2 separate regions of the Mus musculus genome follow, and region 1 is linked to region 2. The links are chromatin contacts, called in public Hi-C maps. All regions are on one chromosome and are shown on one strand. Each heading gives the region's core, a stretch centred on a gene start, on an enhancer-like site or on the middle of the called end of the contact. The rest is flanking DNA. Distances are from core to core; before and after follow the strand shown. Region 1 holds the start of Mthfsl (5, 10-methenyltetrahydrofolate synthetase-like). Region 2 holds the start of Snx14 (sorting nexin 14).

The links. Hi-C and Micro-C count contacts between places; a contact is called where the count stands out from the background.
Region 1: a Hi-C map of B cells shows a contact between it and region 2, with 21 read pairs. The contact joins the promoter of Mthfsl here to the promoter of Snx14 in region 2. A contact is called at or near these places in 1 of 39 promoter capture datasets (liver), 1 of 484 Hi-C or Micro-C datasets (B cells), 2 of 115 datasets of contacts at active chromatin or transcription factors (the 230-238 cell line and CD8 T cells) and 1 of 9 other capture datasets (adipose tissue).

Annotation. Positions count from the first base shown.
Region 1 is chr9:88,718,221-88,723,844 of GRCm38.p6, forward strand. Mthfsl (5, 10-methenyltetrahydrofolate synthetase-like) reads right to left here and starts at 1,578. Exons shown (of 3, transcript NM_001128601.1): 1 at 1,439-1,578. The coding sequence starts at 1,555. Bcl2a1d (B cell leukemia/lymphoma 2 related protein A1d) reads right to left here. Exons shown (of 2, transcript NM_007536.2): 2 at 5,068-5,312. The coding sequence ends at 5,214. It also overlaps a transcript of Gm10634 not described here.
Region 2 is chr9:88,435,800-88,440,708 of GRCm38.p6, forward strand. It overlaps Snx14 (sorting nexin 14), which reads right to left and starts at 3,130. Exons shown (of 29, transcript NM_001359958.2): 1 at 2,869-3,130. The coding sequence starts at 3,008.

The DNA.
Region 1 (5,624 bases), core at 328-2,827, 280 kb after region 2:
TGAAGACACTCTTCTTACCTCTGTGGTCACAGAAACCATCAAAGTGAGCTTTGAGATTCCAAAAGCCCACAGCCTATGGCAGACCCAGGACTCTCACTACCTCCACCTTGTGGATAAGATGTAAGCGCTCGGCACCATGCCTGCCTGCCTGCCTGCCTGCCTGCTTCCAAGCTTCCCACCAAGATGATCACAGAGCAGCCTTCTGAACCTGTAAGCAAGCCCAAATGAAATGCTTCCTTTTATAAGTTGCTATGGTCATGGTGTCTCTTCACAGCAATAGAACAATAACTAAACCACAAGATATAATGCATAAATGAAAACATTGGTCTCTAGATTGGAACCCATAGGTATTGAGCAGAATGACAATAAAGTAATTAAAATTTGATTAATATGGACCAAATTGGAGTTGAAGATATTTTAATATACAATATATTTAAAAGTTGTGACTAGAGAGATGGCTCCGCAGTTTAAGATCACTTGCTGCTCTTGCAGACAACCTGGGTTCAATTTCCAGCACCCACAAAGGGACTTACAACCTTCCTGAACTCTGTCTAGTTCCAAAGGATCTGGCACCCACTTCTAACCTAAGACACCAGGCACACACACACAATGGACTTACATACGTGCAAGCAAAACACGAATACATTTCAACTACAAATAGTGCCAATCGTATAGGTATTTTCTTTAAAATAATTCCGTTGAGGATATACTCTTAAGGAAGCTGAGGAAAACTAAGTAAGAAAAGAGACAAAACAAGAAAATAAGGACCAGAAACAACCCCAACTCAGAAGCAGCAACCCAAGGTGTAATGCTGTGCAGTGAACGCAGCTAAGTCACAGCATCAACAGTTATCTCCCCTTAGATAAAACTCACAGTCGAGTTTTGCCAAAATAAAGGTACAGGCGATTTAAAACTCCTAGAAAAACAGACCCAAATTCCATGTATGTTCTAAGTATGGACAAATAAAATACAGCGCATTTTTGAACAGTTGTATCACTGAGCCATATCCCCAGCCCTACAATGGTTCCTTTTGTCTCCTTCCTCTGCTACATCCCTGATCCCTTAGGGGCGACAATCATGTTTGTCATCTGTATTACCCAACTCATAAAAAAAAAAAAAAAAAAAAAAAAAAAAAAAGGTTTACTAGGTGTTCAACACATGCGAATGGATTTCAATTAAACCGGAGAGTGATTCGACAGTCTCTACAGCTCCTAATGGCTACAATGCCTTTCCTAGCAATAACAAAATAGCTCTGTGAATGACCAAACCTGCCCGGAAGCTCAGCTCGCTCCCTCACAAGCTCCAGGACCAGCGAGAGCCGCCCTTGCCTGCGGAGCGCGCTCCCCGGACGACGCGCACGCGCCCCCGGGGAGGTGCGCCTGCGCAGACTCGCGAGCCCACCCTTCCCGGAGTTTAACTCCCGGCAGTCTTCTCGTACCTTCTGCGTGAGGAGGAGAGACTGGCGCAGCCGTTCCTCCGCGCTCAAGGCCCTCAAGCGCTGCTTCAGCTCGGCCCGCAGGCCCCGCTTGGCACTGTTTACCGTGACCGCCGCCATTCCTGGCAAGCACCGCCCCGGCCACGCCCATCACCCTCGGAGCTTAAGGGGCGGGACTCCAAATCCCCTGCCTCTGTAAACCTGCAGAGGTGCACAGGCCACTTAGGCATCTGAGCAGACTCCCGTCCTGTGTTGGCAGATAACAGCATGGTGTGGCGTCCTTGACCCTTCCTGCTTGATAGCTGGGGACTGTGCACGTAGCCCAGTGTGCTTACCCTCTCTCTCAGACCACAAAAGGTCGCCATGCTTCTGCAGAGGGTCTAACAAAGGCTGTCAACTATACTCCAGGACTCGATATTCATCTAATTGTGGAGTACAGGGCTCGAGAAGCTTCAGAAGGGCAAAGCAAGCCAGACATGCGTATACATCATACCGGAAGGCTCTTGGTTCCTCCTGGTCAATGGATAAAACATTCTCCTTTACCACCAAGTGCCTTCCTCTCCCTTTCAGTCAGTTGGCTCCTTACTGATAGATTTTGGGCCCGCTTTTATAACATATGGCAGGCCCTTTCTGGAGATGGATGTTCCCTCTCTGGACAGCTCAGGACTCAGTCAGACTGTTCGTTGTTATAGAAGTATTTAACCGCTGTTGCCATCTGCTGTTTAGAGACAGATAATGCCTTTTTCTAACAGGACGTTTGACTGAGAATGGAGCAGAGAACAAAGTAAGTAGATTTGAGAAGCTCTGACTCAGACTTGCGCCACTACGCCCGGCTAAGATTTATTTATTTATTATATGTAAGTACACTGTAGCTGTCTTCAGACATTCCAGAAGAGGGAGTCAGATCTCGTTAGGGATGGTTGTGAGCCACCATGTGGTTGCTGGGATTTGAACTCCGGACCTTCGGAAGAGCAGTCGGGTGCTCTTACCCACTGAGCCATCTCACCAGCCTTTAATTTTTCTGAGATGCAGAGATAGTTTAGTCCGTAAAATGACCAAGTACACCAGCACGAGAGAGCTGAGTTCAGATCTCTGGCACCCGTGTTAAGGGATATGTAGTTCAGTTCCGTAAGATCTAAGTGCCTGGAGACAAAGCAAGGTGGGAGAGAGAGAGAACATAGATGAATAGAATCTTATCATGAACAGTAAACAAACGCTGGATTCACTTACATCTACAGACCAGGTCCGTGTGCCAATGTAATATCCATTCACCAATGGTTCAACATGAGTGTGGTGTATGAATCAGTTTCGACTGAAAACATGTGAGACATGGAGAATCCTGAGCCATCCTTAGACCTAGGGAGTCCAAATGGTTATCTTAACATCATCCTCAGGTGATTCCCTACCCATAATAATGTTTGAGAATCACCACCATAAACCAATGTATTCATCAACTATTAATTAGCAGGAATAAATAGAACTTAGCATGGATATAGTCCTGGGTTTTACAACCAGCACTATACCAAATAATAATTATTGTTATTATTATTATTATTATTATTATTATTATTATACATGTTAAATTGTTGCTGTTAAATTCTGAAGGCAGGGCTTTTCTGGATATTCATGACAATTATATGTGGCTCCCTACATAGACACATCCCTTCAACAATAAATACGTAGTCTAGCAGCATAACCCAGGGGTAAAGTATGTACAAGTATGTATCTTGGTTTGATCACCAGGACTGCAAAAAATGATAGCTTTGATAAAAATATATGTTACATACGTACATTTTCTTTGAGGATTTATTTGTACCTATAACTGCGTGCAATCTTAGTGTGTAAAGCTCTCTAGGGTCATAAATCTGCATGTTCTATCACAGTAATGATATGTTTTGTAAAATGCTGTGTAGTGCCCATGCTGAGAGGAAGAGAAGAGAAGAGAAGAGAAGAGAAGGAGGAGGAGGAGGAGGAGGAGAAAGAGAAGGAAAGAGAAAGAGAAAGAAAGAGAAAGAGAAGAGAAAGCTGGCCAAGAATGCATGGTGGGGGGGGAGGGAGGAGACAGAGAGGCCAGAGGCAAGGTCCTCAGAGAGAAAGCAGAAAGGATCAGAGGGAGCCCCTAGAGGCCAAACAGTCCTTTTATAGCAAGCCAGGCTCCTGACTTGAGACCCTGACTCAAAACAAAAGCAAAGAAACCTTGCATGAAATATCTTGACCTTGGTGGCACACACCTCTCCTCTCAGCACTCAGAAGACTGAGGCAGGAAGACTGTGCTGATAGGATCATGCTGTGCTACACCTTGAGAAATGTGTCTTCAAACACAAACAGTTTCAAGGTTTGAAGGTGAAATTCCCCCAACCACAGTCTCATGTCTGAACACTTGGTCCCCTATCTGTTGGCACTGTTTCAGGGTGTTGTAGAACAGTTCTAACAAGTGACTGACTCACTGTGGGCATCAGAGCTCAAAAGTGATTACTGGGTCTGACTCACCTCTGTAAGATTCTAATTAACTTCCTACCTGGTCTTCTTGCTTATTCCTTCCCACTTCTCCAGTTTAAAGGTGGCAATAAAATAGAAGACCATGCTGTTTATGATATGGTGGCATTGCTATGCACAAAGCCTGGAGGCTCAACCTCCAGCACCACACAAACTGAATATGGCAATAACATGTCTGTAATCCTAGCCCTCACGATGTGGAGACAAAAAGAACAGAAGTTAAGTTCATTACTGACTTGCCCAGGGTCTTCATCCCTTCAGTGAGGAATCACCTCCAAGGTACTGTTCATAATTGAGATTCCTTGTAAAGATTTACCTGGCCTTGGAAAGAGGGGATCTTTCTTCACAGGAGCTACCAGTAGCCTCAAGGGAAACATAATGCAAGTGATCTAGACCAAAATAGAGGATTTCTATATATTGCCATCAAATTTGATCTAAAAATTGGAGCAGGGTCTTAACGAAAGATAGTTTTCTCTGTGTGTCTTTTTCTGCCTCTGTCTCTCAGGCTCTCTGTCCATATGTCTCTCTCTCCGTCTGTCTCTGTCTCTCTCTCACACAAATCGAGTTTAATAATGGCTTGATATTCCTTCATTTAGCTGCTTTTGTTCAAACCTCTCCAGTTTCTTCCTCTAGGAGCAGAAAGAACAGTGATCCCTTCTTGACTATTAGAAAGTCAGACTGATGACATATAACCTGATTGTTGACTATGACTTGACTTGGGGAAAATGAATTCCACTTTTTGTGTCTTGCCATGGGACAAATGTGGATTGGCAAGAGAAAGAAGGCAAGAGAAGGTCAGAGAGGACTATAACTTGAGGCCTTCCTTTTAGCCCCAACATTGCTTATCTGACTGTCCTATCCATGAACCCCAAATTAAAGGCCAAAGAGTAAAGATTCAGGAGAGGGCATCAATAAGAAACTGTAAAAATCCAGGAAAAGGTAGGAAGAAGATTTTAGCCTCTGTAAGGTTTAGCTTAGTAACCCAGCCTTTTAGATCATGAGCACACCCTTATGGAAAAGTCTCTACCTCATGCTAGAGGTACAAAAAGGATCCTTCCAGGTCATCATCTGTCCTTACTTCAATACCTGTCCCTTGTATTGAATGACAGACTCAAAACTGAAATCATGAAACATGTACAGAAACAAATACTAGTAATTTATTCATTAAAGTTGAAACAAAATATCTGCAACTCTGGAAAGACAAGTTTCATGTTTGTAAATGGAAATGCCAAGTGCTGATAACCATTCTCGTGGGAGCCAAGGTTCTCTCTGGTCCGTAGTGTTACTTGAGGAGAAAGAGCATTTCCCAGATCTGTCCTGTCATCTGCAGAAAAGTCAGCCAGCCAGATTTGGGTTCAAACTTCTTTATGAAGCCATCTTCCTATGAGAAAATATTGAACATTTAAAAATTGGTGGGATAATCTCTCTGCTCTCACTACCTGTAATCATTACATTTTCAATATGTTCTCTACTCCAAGGCTAAACTCCTTGAGAAACCTTTAGAAACACTGCCCAATAGAAATGTAGTTTCGCCTACATGTGCTAATATTACTTCTTTTGCTTTGTAGCCACATATTGAGAAATCTCTTAGTCAATCTTCTTTTGCTGTAAAGAGACATCATGACCAAGGCAGCTCTTATAGAAAGGAAACAATTAATTGGGGGCTTACTTTTGGTCTCAGAGGTTAGTCCAT
Region 2 (4,909 bases), core at 1,880-4,379:
CAAATGAGGGGGCTGGGGCCGCTCCCCGGCTTTTACATAGCTGGTACTCTATCTTCCACATCTCTCAAGCCTGCATCCTATTCCTTCCCTGGAATGGCAAGTCTCCTCCTTCCTCAGTCTCTTTGCCCACAAATCCTAAAGTCCCACCTCTGACTCCCTGCCCAGCCATTGGCCACATCAAGTTTATTGACTAATCAAAGCCAAGTTGAGGCAGGGATCCTCAGCATCTTACATGCAGACATGTGGGTTTCTGTGTAACTTTGGGAGCTGAATAAACACTAGCAGCATTAGAACCAATCAACAACACCAACCCATCAAAAAATGCACCTAAACAGACAGTTCTCAAAAGAAGAAATGAAAATGGCTAAGAAATATATTAAATGCATGTTCATCATCCTTAGCACTTAGGAGAATGCAAATCAAAGCAACTTTTAACTTTTCTCTTACCCCAGTCAGAATGGAAGAGCAACAAAACAGCAAATGCTGGAGAACCGTAGGAAAAAGGGACCTTGCATCGACTGTTGGTGGGACTGCAAATTGCTGCAGCCATGATGGAAATCATTGTGGAGAATTCTCAAAAGGCTACAAGTAAATTTATGACAGGTCACCTACACCACTTCTTGGCAAGTGTCCACCAGGCTTGCCACCTTACTCCACACACACTTGCTCAGTCATGTGCACTGCCTCTCTAGTCATACATAGCAGCAAGAGATGGAAAGAGCCTCAGTGTCCTCCAAGCGATGAATGGATACTGAAAAGTATGGTGCAGATACATCAGGGACTACTATGTGTACTATAATTGCTGTAAAGAAAAACGAAAATGTAAAAAAAAAAAAAAAAAAAAAATCAGAGTAGATGAACCTACCAGTTCCTTTTGGCAGAAGAGACCATGTTTTCCCAAATGACATTCCATGGACAATATAAGCATATACAGCATATATGTTTATATCTATGTGTGTCTATGTGTGTACATGTCTGTCTGTCTCTCTCACACACATACACACATCACAGCAGTACACATCTTAAAGAGAAGTACATGTGTCATAAAAAGCTCATTACTCATCCTGCTCTGCACCTTCCCTAATTCTTTTCCTGAAAGGCTCGCTAACCACTTATTCAAAGAAAACACTGTGGGGGCGCTGGAGAGAGAGCTCAACAAGGGGGGGGGGGCAGGACTGCCCTTCTAGAGGATGAGGAGTCCATTCCTAGCACCCACATGGCCGCTCACTGATGTCTCTAATTCCATTTCCTGGGGAACCAAGACCATCTTCTGGCCACCATCAGCACTGGATGGGCGTGGTGCCGATACACCTGCAGATAAAACACCCATGGACGGGGCTGGAGAGATAGCTCAGCAATTAAGACCACTGACTTCTCTTCCAGAGGTCCTTGGTTCCAAATCCCAGCACCCACATGATGCCTCACAGCCATCTGTAATAGTGTATCTGAAGACAGCTACAGTGTACTCATACACATAAAATAAATAACTTTAAAAACCACCCATAGACATAAAATAATAAAATAAAAGGGACAGTACTGTGATGTTTAATGTCACTTTAGTTGATTCAATAGGAACAAATCGGGGGGAAGTATGCAAAAATAATTTTGCTCACAAATATGACCATTCAGAGATAAAAATGTATGTGTATTTTCTCCCTTCTTTGCATAATACCAATTCATAGTACAGATCACATATCACATTACATTCTATGACTTCCTACTTTGGTGACCTCAGAATTGCTAGTTCAATCTGTCCCCAACACATGGCTGATGCACCTTAGAGAAGAATTATACTTTAGTCAGTTTCCATCGAAGAAAGTTGAGGACAAAACTCACATCCTATAGTTTACATTTTGCTCGGCTTTGCTAGTCCAGCTTGAAACACCTTTCAGAGGACAGAACTGTATTAAGTAACTAGTAATGTCTGCTGTTAAAGGAACTCACTTCTCCCACAGCCCTACAATCAAGCACCTCATCATCACAAGCCGGGCACTTTTTCTGTAAGACAGTAATTCATAGTAATTACTATCTGTTAATCTATCGCTTAAGCCCCAATTCTACAAAGCCACCAAGATGGCAGAAACGAGAGAGAGAGAGAGAGAGAGAGAGAGAGAGCGAGAAATGAAGGAAAACAACAAAACTGTTGTCAGAATCACAGGAAATAGCCTTAGTGAAACTACTAAGTCAAATCTCTTGTGTATGTTTCTCACTGTTATTCTTGCAAATGAATTACTTCAAAATAAAAGGCGACTGCTTGTTCAAAACAGAGAAAAGAATGTGACGATGTTTTTAAGTACACATCTTTTCTACTATCACTGCACCCATACTACTTCTGGAAATATAAAACACAACAAGCTTCAGGGGCGGAGACTTCTGACCTCAAAATGTCAATTTAACTACAGATCTTGAAAAAAAAGAAAAACCAGAATATTGTAGAGTTGCGATGGGTACTACACTGCTTTCTGACTTTGGGTCAAAAACCAGTATTTTAAAGAGACGAAATTGTGGTTGCAAAGGTGTGTGCCGGTGTGAGGGCGTACTGTTGCGAGAGAAGGCTTCCCCAAGAGGAGAGGCTGCGACAGAACCTTGAAGCCACCTCCCTCCGATCACCTTTACTGAACTGAGGTGGCATTACAGATTGTAATTGTAAAACAGACGATAAAGGCTCGTCATTGAGAAATGGTCAAAAAGGAGAGGTTGAGAGCCAGGTAACCACGAAGGCTGCGTGGTCCCGGGCCCGCACCCGTCCGCATATCCGGGAGCAACCTGGGCCGCCCTTCCCGAGACCGCGGTGCAGAGTGCGCTCCTGCCCGCCGCCCAGCAGCCTGCGGGCTCTCGAGCGGCCGCCGCGGGGCCAACAGCAGGTACCTGTTGAGGAGCAGCGAGGCGACGCTGAGGCAGAGCAGCAGAAAGCAGAACAGCGGATACTGACGGCAAATCTCGCGCCCCACGTCCAGCCGCAGCCGCTGCTTCAGCCTCCCGCAGATCGTCCGCACCCAAGACCCCATCTCAGTCCACGCAGGGGAGGACGTGCCGCCCTCAGAGGCAGAGGCGGAGGGCACCCCCAAACCCCGGCGGCGGAGCCACATTGCCACCCACCACCCAGCTTCACAGCTAGACTCAGCCGCACAAGGCCCCGCCCCGCAACCCTCGCCGCGCGTGCGCAACCAACGCCCCAACCACACGCAAGGCCGCCCCAAGGCCGCCGCCACCATCCCGCGGGAGGACTGGGGAGCGCTCGGACTGACGTTCTGGCGCGGCCACCCACTTTCCTTATCCGGAAGTCCAGGGAAACCTAGAATGCAGACTGGCAGAAGAGTGTGGGAAAGCTAATTGCACAGCAGCCGCGTGCGGCTCCTGGAGCCCTCTGGGAAATGTAGTCCATACAGCGGACCCTGCCGCCTCAACCTCTCGGATTCTCGTTGCCACACCTAAGGGAGAGGAGGAAAGGACGCCTTCAAGTCCGCTTTTTAAAAGGGGATCAAGCTGGGGCGTATGACAACCTACCCGCCCGCCACCCACCCGCAATCCACCTCCGAAAGAAAGTCATGTTAGCCACGTAACCAACAACGAGGGAGTCACCTCACCCCGCGATCTTAACCATAACCCAGCGTGTGACGACAGCAGGCTTGGAATCTGGATAGTCCCTTTTAGAATTTCATTCAGCATTTTGTAGGAGCTAAAACTCAGGCATGTAAAGCGTTTGAATTTACCCTACAAACATTACCCTTAGAGCGTAAGCTATTCTAGTTTCAACTACAGCATAATCACATCGCTGAGACAAGCAAGATCCTGCTCGGGATCGCTTCTTAGCGAAAACAGAATTTCATGCTATTCTGACACTGGCAGTTTCCATCAAGCCACCTCTCTCCCCTAGACAGGGAAACAGAACTCCTTGTTTTCTCAAGTGTATGTGCAGCTTCATTAATATTTTCAATATTCTGAAAAGGTGGGTGATCCTTAGTGGCTCATTTCCTTTACAGGATGTACCATCCTTTCTTCCCATTACAGCTGTTAGAAATTCAGGTCTTTGTCCTTAAATTTACATGTATTCCTAATTTCTTCAGAACCAACTTTAATACAACGTGTACCAAAGAACATTAAATACACACTAGCAGTATCTTTAGATGACAGTAACATTTCCACTCATGAAGTGTGCATCTGTCACCAAATTCTTTATATATATATATTCTTTATATACTCATGTGAAGTTTCAAGGTACACACTTAACATTCACTTTTGTAATTTTACACTGTTAACTCCACAAAGAGCACGGTAAATCCCAACAGGGATCAGTAGTCTGGACACAGCAAATACACACTCTCAAACAAATCACAGGACCAAAGGGCTGTAACCCAGTAATAATGTTTACCAAACGTGTAGGGTTTGATACCGAGATTTGCAAAATAGCCTTCCCTTACTGAAATAGACTGGGGCTAATAATGAAATAGAAACCGTTTGGATTAAGTGTATGTTAATCTTCATGCACCGTAAAATGCCTAGTGTGAATCTAAGTGATTTAAACTGGTTAGTCATTTGTCTTGCATTTTGTATTGCTTTGCTTCTAAGTTTCTGAACTTGTTAACCAAGATAGTGTACCTTTAATAGATTGTTTTTCATTTCTGCTCAAATTAGACACCTTTGAAACATTTGTCTAATTCCTTTGCAGAACTTAAAATGAACTAGGCAATTTGTCTATATTGGTTTTAGAGTGAATTTCTTCCCTAACAGGATTTTTGGTTGTAATGAGGACTTAACTGTCTCATAAATTGTTATCAGTGCACAACTTAACTAAATATCTTTCCACAAGACCCCACTGCTATGACTTCACCCATGAAAATTAACTTCTAAATGTTTCTTCACTCTTAAAGTTTACTATCCACTTTACACTTATGAAGTTTTCTAACTT